Regions from separate parts of the Mus musculus genome. Here region 1 is linked to region 2. The links are chromatin contacts, called in public promoter capture Hi-C maps. All regions are on one chromosome and are shown on one strand. Each heading gives the region's core, a stretch centred on a gene start, on an enhancer-like site or on the middle of the called end of the contact. The rest is flanking DNA. Distances are from core to core; before and after follow the strand shown.

What was found. Capture Hi-C pulls out chosen DNA fragments and counts their contacts.
Region 1: a contact with region 2 is called in a promoter capture Hi-C map of adipose tissue. The contact joins two enhancer-like sites. A contact is called at or near these places in 1 of 15 datasets of contacts at CTCF or cohesin (CD8 T cells), 3 of 115 datasets of contacts at active chromatin or transcription factors (CD8 T cells, heart atrium and memory CD8 T cells) and 1 of 9 other capture datasets (adipose tissue).

Annotation. Positions count from the first base shown.
Region 1 is chr2:65,187,284-65,193,170 of GRCm38.p6, forward strand. The region is part of intron 1 of Cobll1 (Cobl-like 1); the gene reads right to left. Among named protein-coding and RNA genes, the nearest start is that of Gm13594, 43 kb to the right of the region's middle. Within about 2 kb of position 2,303, at least 131 of the 459 cell types and tissues checked have an H3K27ac peak or open chromatin away from gene starts, as enhancers often do. A contact at or near this core is called in adipose tissue, where this site is marked.
Region 2 is chr2:65,097,830-65,104,665 of GRCm38.p6, forward strand. Cobll1 (Cobl-like 1) reads right to left here. Exons shown (of 14, transcript NM_177025.6): 10 at 5,331-5,565; 11 at 4,240-4,337; 12 at 1-1,560. Among named protein-coding and RNA genes, the nearest start is that of Grb14, 78 kb to the left of the region's middle. Within about 2 kb of position 3,847, at least 32 of the 459 cell types and tissues checked have an H3K27ac peak or open chromatin away from gene starts, as enhancers often do. A contact at or near this core is called in adipose tissue, where this site is marked.

The DNA.
Region 1 (5,887 bases), core at 1,053-3,552, 88 kb after region 2:
GCAGATGTTAGTCTAAAAAGGAAGGAAAGCCTGAAATTGATACAATCATTTGCAAGGAGTTAAATGATCAACCACAGAAATCAATCAGTCTAGGAGCCAGGCAGATGGCTCAGTAGGTAAAAGGTACCTCGCACTAAGCCTGAAGATCTTAATTCAATCCCCTAAACCTATGCACTGGGAGGGAACAATCAATATAGAGAAACAAATGCAGGTTATACAGGGAATAAAAAAGGATTGGCTTGGAAGCCAAGAGAATAGGAGTTAATTTTTCAAGTTTTTTTTCTCAAAGGTCTGGTAATTCTAGGCAAAATATAAGAGAGGTAGTTTGCAGGGGCAAATATTGAAAATAAATACATGCATACTGCATGCAATAGAGTACTAGAATATGACAAGCCCCATTTTAATAAAGCATATAAGTGCAGAGGTTAGAGAGGACTAGGAAAAATGTGGGTGAGGTGGTGGTGAGGATGTGGGGGATGATGGAAAATCACCAGGCTCATAGTAGATTGGCAAGCAAAATAGTAAGCAACAGTGGCTGGCCAAGTGGCATCACCCACCAAGGCAGTCAGTCAGGGATTTTCATACCCAGTTCACAAGAGTGAGTAGACATAAAGCAAAAATAGAGCACACAAAATACAAAATAGCCATCATTCACTCTGGGCTAAGCAGAGAGGGTGTTGTCAGACAAACAGTTTCTGAAAAGCAGCAAAACAAAACACATATACACACACAAAGAAAAAGGAAGAAAGAGAGAAAGAAAGAAAAGAAAGAAAGACAAGAGCCCAAGAGCAATCTAATCTCTAGATTAATATATTGATTCTCAAAGGACTTGATTTATAGCTTTCTTTCTTTCTATTTGAATTTCCAACCAGGTGAGAATATGTGTTAGTACTTAACTATCCACCTAGAGCCTACAGGTCAATTCTTTTCAAAACTTAGAGGTTAAGACTAATTGTAGATAGTCTCTCTTCAATTTCTTCTTTTTATAAGGACACAGTTTAAAAAAACAAAAAAACAAAAAAACAAGTGCACCTGAGAGACTCTCAGCTGAGACCACTAGCTACATCTCCATACACTTGACATTCACTGGTTAACTATGCAACTCTGAATGCTTCTAAAACAGTCAGCTGGTCCCCACTCCCACCCCAGCCCTGGTTTTCTTCTGTTTTCATTTTAGGCTTACCATTCTTCTTTCTTCTTCTACATTCAAAAGCAGTAAGAAAAACAGATGAAGCAGATAAAAATACAAATGAAGGAAAAAAACATTAAAATACACATACTCTTTGTAATTAATCAAGAACAAAGAATTCCATTCACCTGTGCCCCTTATGTTGTGTGCTGGGAGCCAGCACTTGTGCAGTAAATAGAAAAGCTGCTAGGGAGATAGGAAAATAGAAACTACACGAGGAATCTCAGAAGTGAAATCAGAGCGCGGACAGGACATCACCGGCCACTGAGGGAAAACGTCTCTCTAGAAACTAAGTGAGACTAAGCCGTGTTAGGAAGGCACTTGATCTAAAAACATCCCCCAAAAAACCACAAACCCAGCCTAGAAACAACTTCCTTCCTTCTCATGTTTCTGCAGAACCTAAAATATCAGCTTGTAACTGCCTCTTCAAAGAATTCTTTCATCAAAGTCCCCAGCAAAGTTCACATCTAGGTTTCATTCCATTCAGATAAGTTATATAAATGTGTAAGTATATATTGTATCTATATAATGCATCATTCTGAGTAGCCCACTTTTATTATGCATATATATTTAAATTATGGTATTATATAATCACAAATACAGTATATAAGATATAATATAAAATGTTATGTATTACATATAGTTTTTCCTGGCATTCCTCAACTCCTTCCACGTGCTGTAAAAATCAGCTTCTCAAAAAACCTTAAAGCTAAAAAAAAAAAAAAAAAAAAAAAAAAAAAACCTTAAAGCTAAGTGTTACAACTTAATCACATTTAATGTGTTTTCACTGAGAACACACCCATGGCATGGATAAGAGTTCTTTTTCACCTAAGTATACAGAAAAGCAGAAACTGAGTAAACTTTCTGCACGATGGGACTCTAATAAAAGGACCAAAGGTGACATTTTCATGATGGCTGGGGACGAGACAGGTCAGGAAATGTGGCTATGGAAACCAGCAAACATCTCATCACACTTTTACAGTGGATTGGGTAAACCCCAGCATCAGCTTCCTTCCTGTGTACCTTCCTGAACGACAGACCCAAAACCCAGAGTATTCCCCAGCCCAGGTTCCCTTCCGCCCGGGGCTCTGCTAAGCAGATCTGCAGGCCAGAGAGCAGGAAGGACATGATCTCAGCAAGGCCGCTGTGCTCTGCCTCTGAGAGGAACCCCGTACAGTCACTGCTGAGTGTAAAAGCTGCAAAGCAGATGCTGTTTTTATATGAACAGGATCTGAGCTACCGAGAGTCCCCTTTGTGGTCCTCTGTGATTCAGGATCCTAACTGTACTTGAGAAGCAGCCTTCCCACCTGCTGACCTTAGCACAGGCGTCATGTCTCTGGTTGGCTACAGGAATGGCATCCCTGCACATGATAGCCCTGGCTTCACTGCTCCTAAAGACCGTTCTACCCCAAGATGCCAGCCTTTTTACAGTTTCTCATGAAATTCTGTTCCGTTTAAAAGTGTGCATCAGCTCAAGTAGTGACTTGTGCCTTAAATCTCAGCACTAGGGAGAGAGAAGCAAGCCAATTTCTTTGAGTTCTAAGACACTCTGGTCTGCATAGTTCCAAGACATCCAGAGCTACGTACTGAGACCCTAACTCTAGAAACCAAAAAAGACAAAAATATTAAAAGTGTATGTTCATCCCTTTATTTCCTGAAACTGAAAGTTGAAAACACACATTCATATTAAAATATGAAATAGATCAAATGAGTGTGCAACTCCTTTATGTATAAGATGTGTGTGTGTGTCTGTCTGTGTGTGTGTGTGTGTCTCTGTGTGTCTGTGTATGTGTGTGTGTGTGTGAGGGGGGGGGCGGTGCACACTGATGGTGTGTGATGCAGGGACGGGAACTCAGGCCCTCCAACACTCTATGTACACACTCCACCACTGAGCTACAATCCCAGCTCTCAACCATTTCATTATATAATCATAAAGTCTAGAAGATGATTTGTTGTAATGTCTAACAACTTAGTCTACCTCCAAAGTAAAAGTCAGAACTAACCAAGGGAGAGATTACTAGTAAGGAAAGTTCGTCCAGTAAGCTGAATTCTCCAGTCCTGAAATGGTTTACCAGCAAGGTAATGGACATTCTCTAATGCACTTCAAGTTAGAAAACCAGTACGCAGACAACAGACAAAAGCCTCCTTCAACTCCTGACGCTCAAGGACTTATTTTTTAAAGGTCAGCATACTGCCTGGTATCACACATGCTCTAACTATAGCTACCCAGGACCCTGAGGATTCCTTGAGTTCGGGAGTTCAAGACCTACCTCAGTGACACAGTGAGATGATGTCTCAAGAAATAATAAGAACATTTAACATAAGAATGAAACAGCCTATCACGCTGCTAATTTTGAGGGCTCCTTTGCTCTCATAGGTTCTAAAGTCACCCTGTCTGGACTCAGGAAACTACAGCCTGACAGACACACAGCAAATGAGGCTTTAAGAAAGTAGAAGCATGCCCAGAACCAATCCCCACTGGCTCCTCATAGAACAAAGTTGGGGCTTCAACTATCACATAATTAAAAGTGGCTACTGTTTCAATATAGGGTGGTGATTAAGAAACAAGTAACTCAAGGGCAAAGGAATCCAAATGAAGACTCCATTACTCAGTAAGCTCGAGCCAACTTCTAGATCTTCAAGCCTTGATTTCCTCAAATTCACACTGAGCGGTAACAATTATATAGCATTTGTGTAAATTGCATCTATAATGAGCCCTAAGCATTACATGTCCCGCGGAGGAAAACGTTTTTCACCTTTAAAAAAAAGTATTAGTAAATGGTTTCGGGCTAAATAAAATGTCTAGCTTTAAATATTTACAATTTTCTACTTATGCTTTAGATCTAGAGAGAATACTTTTGAGCATAAACTCTGCCTGCAGACACTGCCCTTCACATGTCCCTGCACTAAAATAAATATTTAGGGAGAAGATTAAGTGACCTGTTCTGCTCCAGCCCCGGACTGACTCCCTTCCAGGCCCACCAGATCCTGGAATCACTTCTTGGAGTAGACATTCCACTGGAAGACACACCCAAGGCTCCCCACCCATAAACGTTCCTACCCCGAAATTCCATTCTACCCCTAATCAGGGATCCCTATTCTGCTGGGGAAAGAAAAGAACAACAACCTTATCTCCTGCTGGAGATAATCAGCCTCCAGGATCCTTCAAGAGACAGGAGGCTCTGTGGTGTATCCAGCGTATCCATAGGGACCAGACAGGCCAAGGGAATGAGTCAGCCTTAGAGGCACCTTCTCCCTTCTGGGGCTACCTCCACTCTCCAGTGTGAGAACGAACGGAACTTCTCTCACCCAGAAGAATTCGATATGATAGTGCTTTATAATTCTTCTTTAAAGGCAGGTGTCAGGCTCCAAGACAATTTTCAAAATGAGAAATTAAAACTGTCTTAGATGTTCAATACAAGCAAAAGATCCTACAGTTTTTATTTGCCACTTTACAAATTTGGTAAATTACATTTCCAACACAACTTAATTTCAAGTATTTTCACGTAACTTTGAGATACATTTTGTAACAGACAATTATCATAACGTGTCACCTTTCTCAAGGCTCACAACTTAAATCCTGAACAATGTAAATCACTAGTGATCTAAAAACACAGTTTACCTGAAGAGACTTTAGCAATCATATTTTCCCCATAAGCTGCATGTAAACTCCTTCTCAATGCCGCCAGGCCCATATGAAGACAAGGAACAACATGAAAAACAATGAGTGTATGAGAAACACCAATGGAAAAGACATTAAACAATGCAGACCAGCATAAGTTCCTACTTCCTGCAGGCTCATGAGACCATAAACAAGTCCTTATGTTCCTTTCTGTTACCAGGGCTTTGATTCAGGAACTCAAGCATGCTAAACAACTGCTCAATCACTAAAAACTGCCTTCAGCCCCCACTTTTTTTTTTTATTATAATTTCGTTTTGAGACAGGATTTCTCTAGGTTGCTCAAGCTGGTTTACCCTCCTGCCTCCACCTTGGCAGTGGCTAGGATTACAGGAATACACAGTCCTAGCAGAACATTGCTTTGTAAACTGCTATGAAGTTTACAAACAATGAATATCACCACTAGAAAAGCAATTTTCAATTAGATGACAGGGGTATGTGCATGTGTTAATACTAATGAAGTTTAAAGGGACACTTTCAAAACAGCATGCATATAAACTATTTAGTTATTTATTCATAATTCATAAGAACCTCTTTCAATTCATGCGGTTTCCAACATATAAGGACAAGGTAACACACACTTAGAAATGACAGAGTCATAGAAAAGTTGGTGGCAAACTTTCTTTGTTAAACAACAGAATTATCTGACTTTATAATGTACCAATCTCTGTAAGATGAATAACTAGCACTTCAACTGAAAGGTAGAGACTGAACCCCGGCCTCTCCATCTGCATCCTGGTGCCAGCAATGTCTATTCTTATACCATGGACTGTGGCTATAATCCTTCAATGATGTGTGCCACTAATCACACAAGAGACTTAAGAGAAAATGACACTTGTCTAAAGACTGTGTATCCCATATAAAGGGAATTTACCTTAAGTTTCAGAGGTATCCCTGCACTACTGGCAAATCTGGAGGGAACAGAACCCCGTGTCCACTTGTGGATACGTCATCTCATTGCACTGTGGGAGGAGGACAGTGTGGCATGAGGACTGCAGACATAACCAGAACAATGCCCC
Region 2 (6,836 bases), core at 2,597-5,096:
CCCCAAATGTTTTCAAGGTCTTCAGGTTTAGTGATGTTCCCTGACTACCAGGGAGAGCCACAGGCTTGGCAGCTACAGGAGGAGGAGAGGTCTCGGCTCGAAGAGTCATTGGTTTGGGAAATACAAGAGGAAGAGAGGTCTCGGCAGGAAGAGTCATTGGTTTGGGAAATACAGGAGGAGGAGAGGTCTCAGCAGGAAGAGTCATTGGTTTGGGAAATACAGGAGGAGGAGAGGTCTCGGCACGAAGAGTCATTGGTTTGGGAGCTACAGGAGGAGGAGAGGTCTCGGCAGGCTTCTGAATTATATCATCATCAGCTTTTGAAATATTGGGCAGCGGAGCAGAGTGAGTCCTTTCACTTAAGGAAGAAGGATGCTGTTCTGGAGAAAGCTGTGGGTCCCTCTGCACCTCCTTGATTGTTGGCTCTTTAGGGGCAGGCCCAGGGGCAGTGTGGACGCTCTTAGCAGCTGCAGATGTCACATAGTGGCCTGATGCTCTCTTTTGCATCTGCAAAAAGAATGAACTTGGTTTGGCCTGGGGATTTGAAGCTCGGGATCTAAATTTTGACTCCAAAATATTGTTTATATCTTCCAAATTTGGCGCAAAAGGAATGGTGCCAGTGTCTGTAGTCACTCTGGGTGCTTTGGGAGGGTTCGTCTCGGTACCAGTTGGTGAGCTCAAAGTCCTGTGCAAATGACGCTCTGTTCCTGAGCTGGGCTTTGGTTTAAGGTCAGGCTGAGGCTGCTGTGAGCTTTTAGAAGTAGCAGGGACTTCTGTTTGCATGGAAGTTTCTGTCATATTCTCAATCGTATGCCTCTGCCCTACAGGGAGCATCTTTTGGTCATCTTTCCTCCCCATTGCTTCTGATTCCCAGTCTTTCGCCATTTCCAGGGATTTCGGAGGTACTATTTTATAAGTAGTCATTCCAATTTTAGGTATATACTCTCTCGTGATTTCATTTGACGGTTTTGGCTTGGGGTTGGAGTCTTGCCTATAAAGTGGAAAGTTCTTTAGGTAAGAAGCAGCTGGATTCTTATTACTTCCATCTACAGGTGACAAAGGGACATTGTTCCCATATGTACAAGCTGGCTCTTTCTCAGGGAGTCTATCTTGTACATAAGTTGAGGTGCCCTGACTCCTGAATTCTCTTGAGGCATTTACAGAATCCTGGAGACTTGCAGAGGAGTGCTGAGCTGATATGCTGCCATCCGAAGTCTGCACAGTCTCATCAGCCCTGGGGTCAGATGAATTACTGACTTCGTGATTCCCATCAAAAGTGCCGCGGGCAGGGGTGGCCTGAATTGCTGCATCCTGCATTTTCGTCTTCTCTACACCTGGTTGATTCAATTTTTGATCTGGTCCTGGCGATGCTGTTAGATGATTTTCCCTCGAACTTTTAACATTGTCCATTCTACATGCAGGAGAGCCTGACAATCTATCAGTTTCCATGTCGCTGGCTTTCTTCAGAGCTTCGCCTTCGCCTTCTATGGTGGTTTCCATTTTCCCCGGTCTGTTTTTCACATAATCTGTGCTTGTGGCACAGACCATGATTTCATTTTGAACTACTGAGAGGAAAAAAAAAATATTGTCAAGAATGTATTTTAAAATGAAGAATTCAATTTTTCAATGTGTGTCACCTATCTATAACTGGATAATTTGAGTGCTACAATCCACTTTCAGCCTAATAATACAAAGGAAAGTATTGAGCAAAGAAAACAATATGGGCTGTGTCTATGGAAAAATAATCACGTGTAAAAATATTTTTATAAATCCTTGATAAGCAACTTTAATTCATTAATGTTGAGACTCTGAATTTCAGGTCTCAGATTTTCCATGAGTTGATCTATCAATCACTCTCTAGTTCCCTCTAATACACAATTATTCCCAAAGGCTGTGAAGAAGACAACCTGTACCCTGCTGCCCAATGAGCTGCCCACCCTTGTTCATATCTAACGATTGTTGCAGGCTTTTCCCTGTCCAATCCCATTAGGGCAATGGGAGGCTTATGATTGGACAGGCAAAGGAAGGTAAAGCGAGGAGTTGAGGAGACAGAGAGAGAGATCGAAGGAGATGAGGGAGAACCAGAACCGAGGCAGACATGGTATTATCAAAAGGTTAGAATAATTGGGTTAAAGCTTTTTCATTATCATTTGGCTCTGAAATTTTGTATTGGCATCTTGTAAATCATGTTATTATTGATACATACATCTGATTGGCTAACTAAGCATTAAGAGTCTTGATTTTACTGGGTAATTAGGTGTTGAGTTGGCTAACCAGGGGTGTGTGAGGCACTTGTGTGAAAGTGAGAGGAACACAGGGGAGCCCATCCAAGAGATGGCCTGGTGGGAGCCATGTGGCCTATGCAGGCTGGTGAGTTGGCAGGCCAAGAGATGGAGTGAATGAGATCACCTGGCACACGGGTTAGCTCTAGATATTTCCTGCAACAGATGATGCTCACCCAATGTCTATGAATGGCTGCATCAGTTCCAAGGATGCCAATAGAGGGAGAAGGTAGCTACTGCATTATGTTTCTACTTTTTCATGATTCAAAACTAATATTGACTTCTACAATGGTACAAAACGATGGTTTGGATAAGTGCATATGAGGAAAGGGGGAATAAAACATCTTAAGGATAATAGAAATGATTTTCTAAAATCACCTACAAGTTGATAAAGGTTACTACAAAGTACATGTAGATCACAGACAATATTACTGAGATATTCTTGTAACTAACCTACCATTAGCCTGGTGTCAAAATCTTACTGCTGTGACTATCAAGTTAAAAAGGGGATGACTGGTTGATTTTTAGATAGGTTTACTATTTTAGCAGGGTTAGTGTCTTAGCCTTCTGAGTATTGAGAACTCAGCTATGCATCTTCATGCCCTGTGTAAGGAAGATCTCTGAAGACTGGGATCTACATAAGTGTTATAGGCCTCCCCTCTGTGTTCAAAGTCCTGTATACAAACCCTAGCACTGCGAAATAAGTAAGTAAATTAACTCCCAAATGTAATAGTTATAAAATCCTGGTTTTTCAATAGCAGCACTATTGCCATAACAGTGTATACAATGAAAATCAGAACCAAGAAGAGTTTTAGAACATTGTAATGTACTATCAGAGAAGAATACTAAAATTGGAAAAAAAATCAGATATAAACACATTCACATTACCTATGGAGTACTGTAGTACACGCAGGACAAACACACACACTACCACAACCACCACCACTACACACATCTTCATTGTCAATACTATTGACAACAATAGTATTAAACTATCCATTTCTTTCCCAAATAGGAATTCTATAGCCCTGTGTTTGTTTTCTATAACTATTAAAATTTTCACTTAGCACAGAATGAACCATAGGACTTCATAGGCTTTCTCATTCCCTTAAGATGTATGTATCATCATGCATTCCTTGACTTCTCCACTGAGCATTATTCTATGCTCAAGCGCAGTCCTATGTAGATATGTTACATGTGTCTTCGCATCTTGTTCTGTGCTATAAAAGTTTCACAGGAAGTCATAGATTCAGTTCCCTTATCCAACACTGTACGAGTTGGCTGGAAAGCCAGGAATTCAGAAGTGCATGGCTTGTAGTAATCAAGTAACAAATTTAACACAGGAGAAGGGTGTGGATGGAAACTGAATAGCCAAAGTAGATGGAAACAGTTTGCTATTCAAGGACAGCAAGGCCCTATGCCAACTGACAGAACTGAACCTGTTACATCATGAACAAAAGAAGAAACTGCCTTAATTTGGGCGTAAGAATGGAGAAATAGTGGCAAACAATGTTGCACAACTGGATGGCTTGAAAATCAGGCAGGCAAGTTTCATCCAGAGTGTGGCAATTTGAGTATTAAGTAAAACATGCACTAGGGAACTGAGAGGAACTCGGGTCACAGACAGATGCACAGAGGCCCAAAGCCTAGGATCTGAAATTTAACTTCTATAGCCTCAAAAGGTGGGTCGTCACGAGGAGCAGCAACACAGCAAAAGGATCACTGTGGTACTTTCCATGTTCAAATCCTAGGTCCACCTCTTACTAGTTATGAGACAGTATCTTCGTGGTTTACTCATCTGTGACATGAAAACTAAGAATAACAGTTCTCAAATACTCATAAATGAGACAGGTATTAAATGAAACAAGACATGAAAGAGCTGCCTCAACATGTCCTTAAGAACATTCCTTGGTTCATCAGTCTATGACAGTGCTGGCCATTACTGTTTGTAACACTCACCACTCTCCTGGTTTGGGCCCAGTGTCTTCATGTCTTTTATACTGTCAGATACTCTGTCCTCATTGCCTATATGGCCTACAACAGGATGATACGGCCCTCTGGAAGACAAGACACTGTATGTGAGATATGAAGGTAATTCAAACAGACCATCAAAGAAACTAGGCTGTAATTTTTTCAAAGACAGATGGACTGAAATAATTACCCCCTTCTGCCAAATATTAGAAACTTGATAGCAAAGAAAAAACAGAACAGAGGAAATGCTAATGCAAACATTAGCTTGGGTACACTGGTCCTACTGCAAAGGAAGATGTAAGAGGCTTGGTAAAATGGACACTCTTCCAAATGAATGTCTTTACTTAGTTATTAGGAGCTATTTTTATCCTAAAGACAAAAGGAAATAAACAGGGCAATTTAGCCTTGAATCTGGCAAAGTCAACTCCATAAATCAGAATGTGAATTGACCTCTCTGATTTTTTCTCAGAAGAGTTTAATTAGGAAGACAATCCCATGCAAATTAGGCAAACTTCTGATGAAGAAAGCTTATTTTGCTTGTTTGCTTTCATCTTTATTCATAGGCTTGTGCATTTCATCTTAACATTTCAAACATAGCACTAGTGGACTAGAGCTTTCAAAACCTCTGCATCAGATGGACAATGGTTCTTGCGTCACAGACTTGAGTGTCACAATGCAGGGGCTTAATTTACTTCTAACTATAGGGTGGTTTCACAGTCCAGGTAGTGAAAGTGCTCAAATGTATTCGATACAAAGTGAAAAGTCAATGATATTTTTGGTTCAAGCAGATAATAGACAAAATATATGGAAAAAAACAGAATATTTTAGACTCAGACAAATTAATTGTATTAATTACAATTAATCAGCATTATGTGTGATGGTTATCTAACATGGGGATGCTACAACTCTTGAACTGGCCTTTTCACTTGAACACAATTACATATAACAAGGATAGTACGAGAGATAGAATCTAAAAGACATGGCCAACTATAGCTAAGCTTAAAATATCAGTTGTCTTTCCAAGAAAAGCATTAATCCAACAAACCACCACCAACACTTGAGACACAGAAACTACTTACTGCCCCTCTGTGCTTCTGCCTTCTTGAGTTTTTCCCTTGGAGCTTGGAGAGGTCTCTCCATCACTGATGCCGAGGGCTGAATCAGGATCCTTCTCCACTGTAATTCTCATATCAGTCGATGCTGAAGCAATGTCAGGCGACTTCACAGAAATACTTCCAGCCGGATCTTTAGATGCCTCGCTGAGTTCTTCCTTTTCATCTATCTCCTCAAGACTGTAATCAGAGCTTACACCAGCTACAAAGAAATGCAGACAGAATCCTAAATATTAATCTGCCCTGCTCACCCTAAGCAATCTAGCATCCTAGCTATCTAATTATAGTCATAATTAGCTAGACTTGTAAAATGTGGTTCCAAAGTAATAGTAAATGCTTTCCTAATGGTGAATGCTACATGCACACAGGAAACAAGTGATCTCACAGTCCCACCATTCTAGAACCATGCTTATCACTCTGGGCTTTGTTCATGAAAGGTTAACCTTACAAACCCCACATCACTGCATTTACGAATGAACACCTTTGATTAGTTACTTTATAGTCACATAATGTGAATTAAACAAATTAACAACTTAAAATTCAAATTAATAATATATTAGTTTTTTGTACTGTCTACTAGCAGACACTAACACAAAGAGGGAGGGAGGGAAGGATGGGGGGAGCGAGAGAGGGAGGGAGGGAGGGGGAAGGAGGGAGAAGAGGGAGATAGAGAGGGGGGAAGGGGGAGGGGGAGAAACATTCCAGCAGCTAAGTACTCAAAGTTCTTGTCAAGATTAACTGTGGACGTCATAGAATACACAAGGTTCTTGATTTCTGCTTAAACAAATTAAACATCTCCATTGACATAACAGCGTCTGAATGAAGTTTAGCTTTACCTTGAGTGGGGCACTAGGGTCATATACCACTGCTACAGTGGTCAGACCATGCATATACTGACACAGACATTTACTTTTAGTTTGAGACAGGAGAGTGTGTTAACTTCTGATCTCTAAGGAATAATATGAGCCAGGTATGGTGGCATACACCTTTAATCCCAGCACTCAGGAGGCAAAGTCAAGCAGATCTCTGTGCATTCAACACCAGGTTGGTCTACAGTGTGCTCCAGGACACTGGAGAGAGAACCTGTCTCAATCAAAAGCAATAAATCAATCAATCTGAATGAAAAGAAAAAAAAAAGGAAGGAAGGAAGAAAGAAACATGGCTCTTGGGAAGACTGAGGCAAAAGAATGATTTCTCCTAAGAACTTTAATCTAAAGTGAGCAAGACAGCCACACCCTTTTCAAACAAAACAACAAAAACCTCAAAACAAAACAAAACGAATGTCAAGTTTGGTGCATGCTCCTTTAATCCTAGCACTCCAAAGACAGAGGCAGGTACAGTCTGAAAGTATTTCAGATCCTATGCCTCTGGTAAATACAATTCTATTAAGTCAATCCGAAACATGCTTCTCTTTCTAGTCACCACTGCACTGTGTGGGTGGAGGGGTTACACCTTAATTCTGTTTTACAGTTT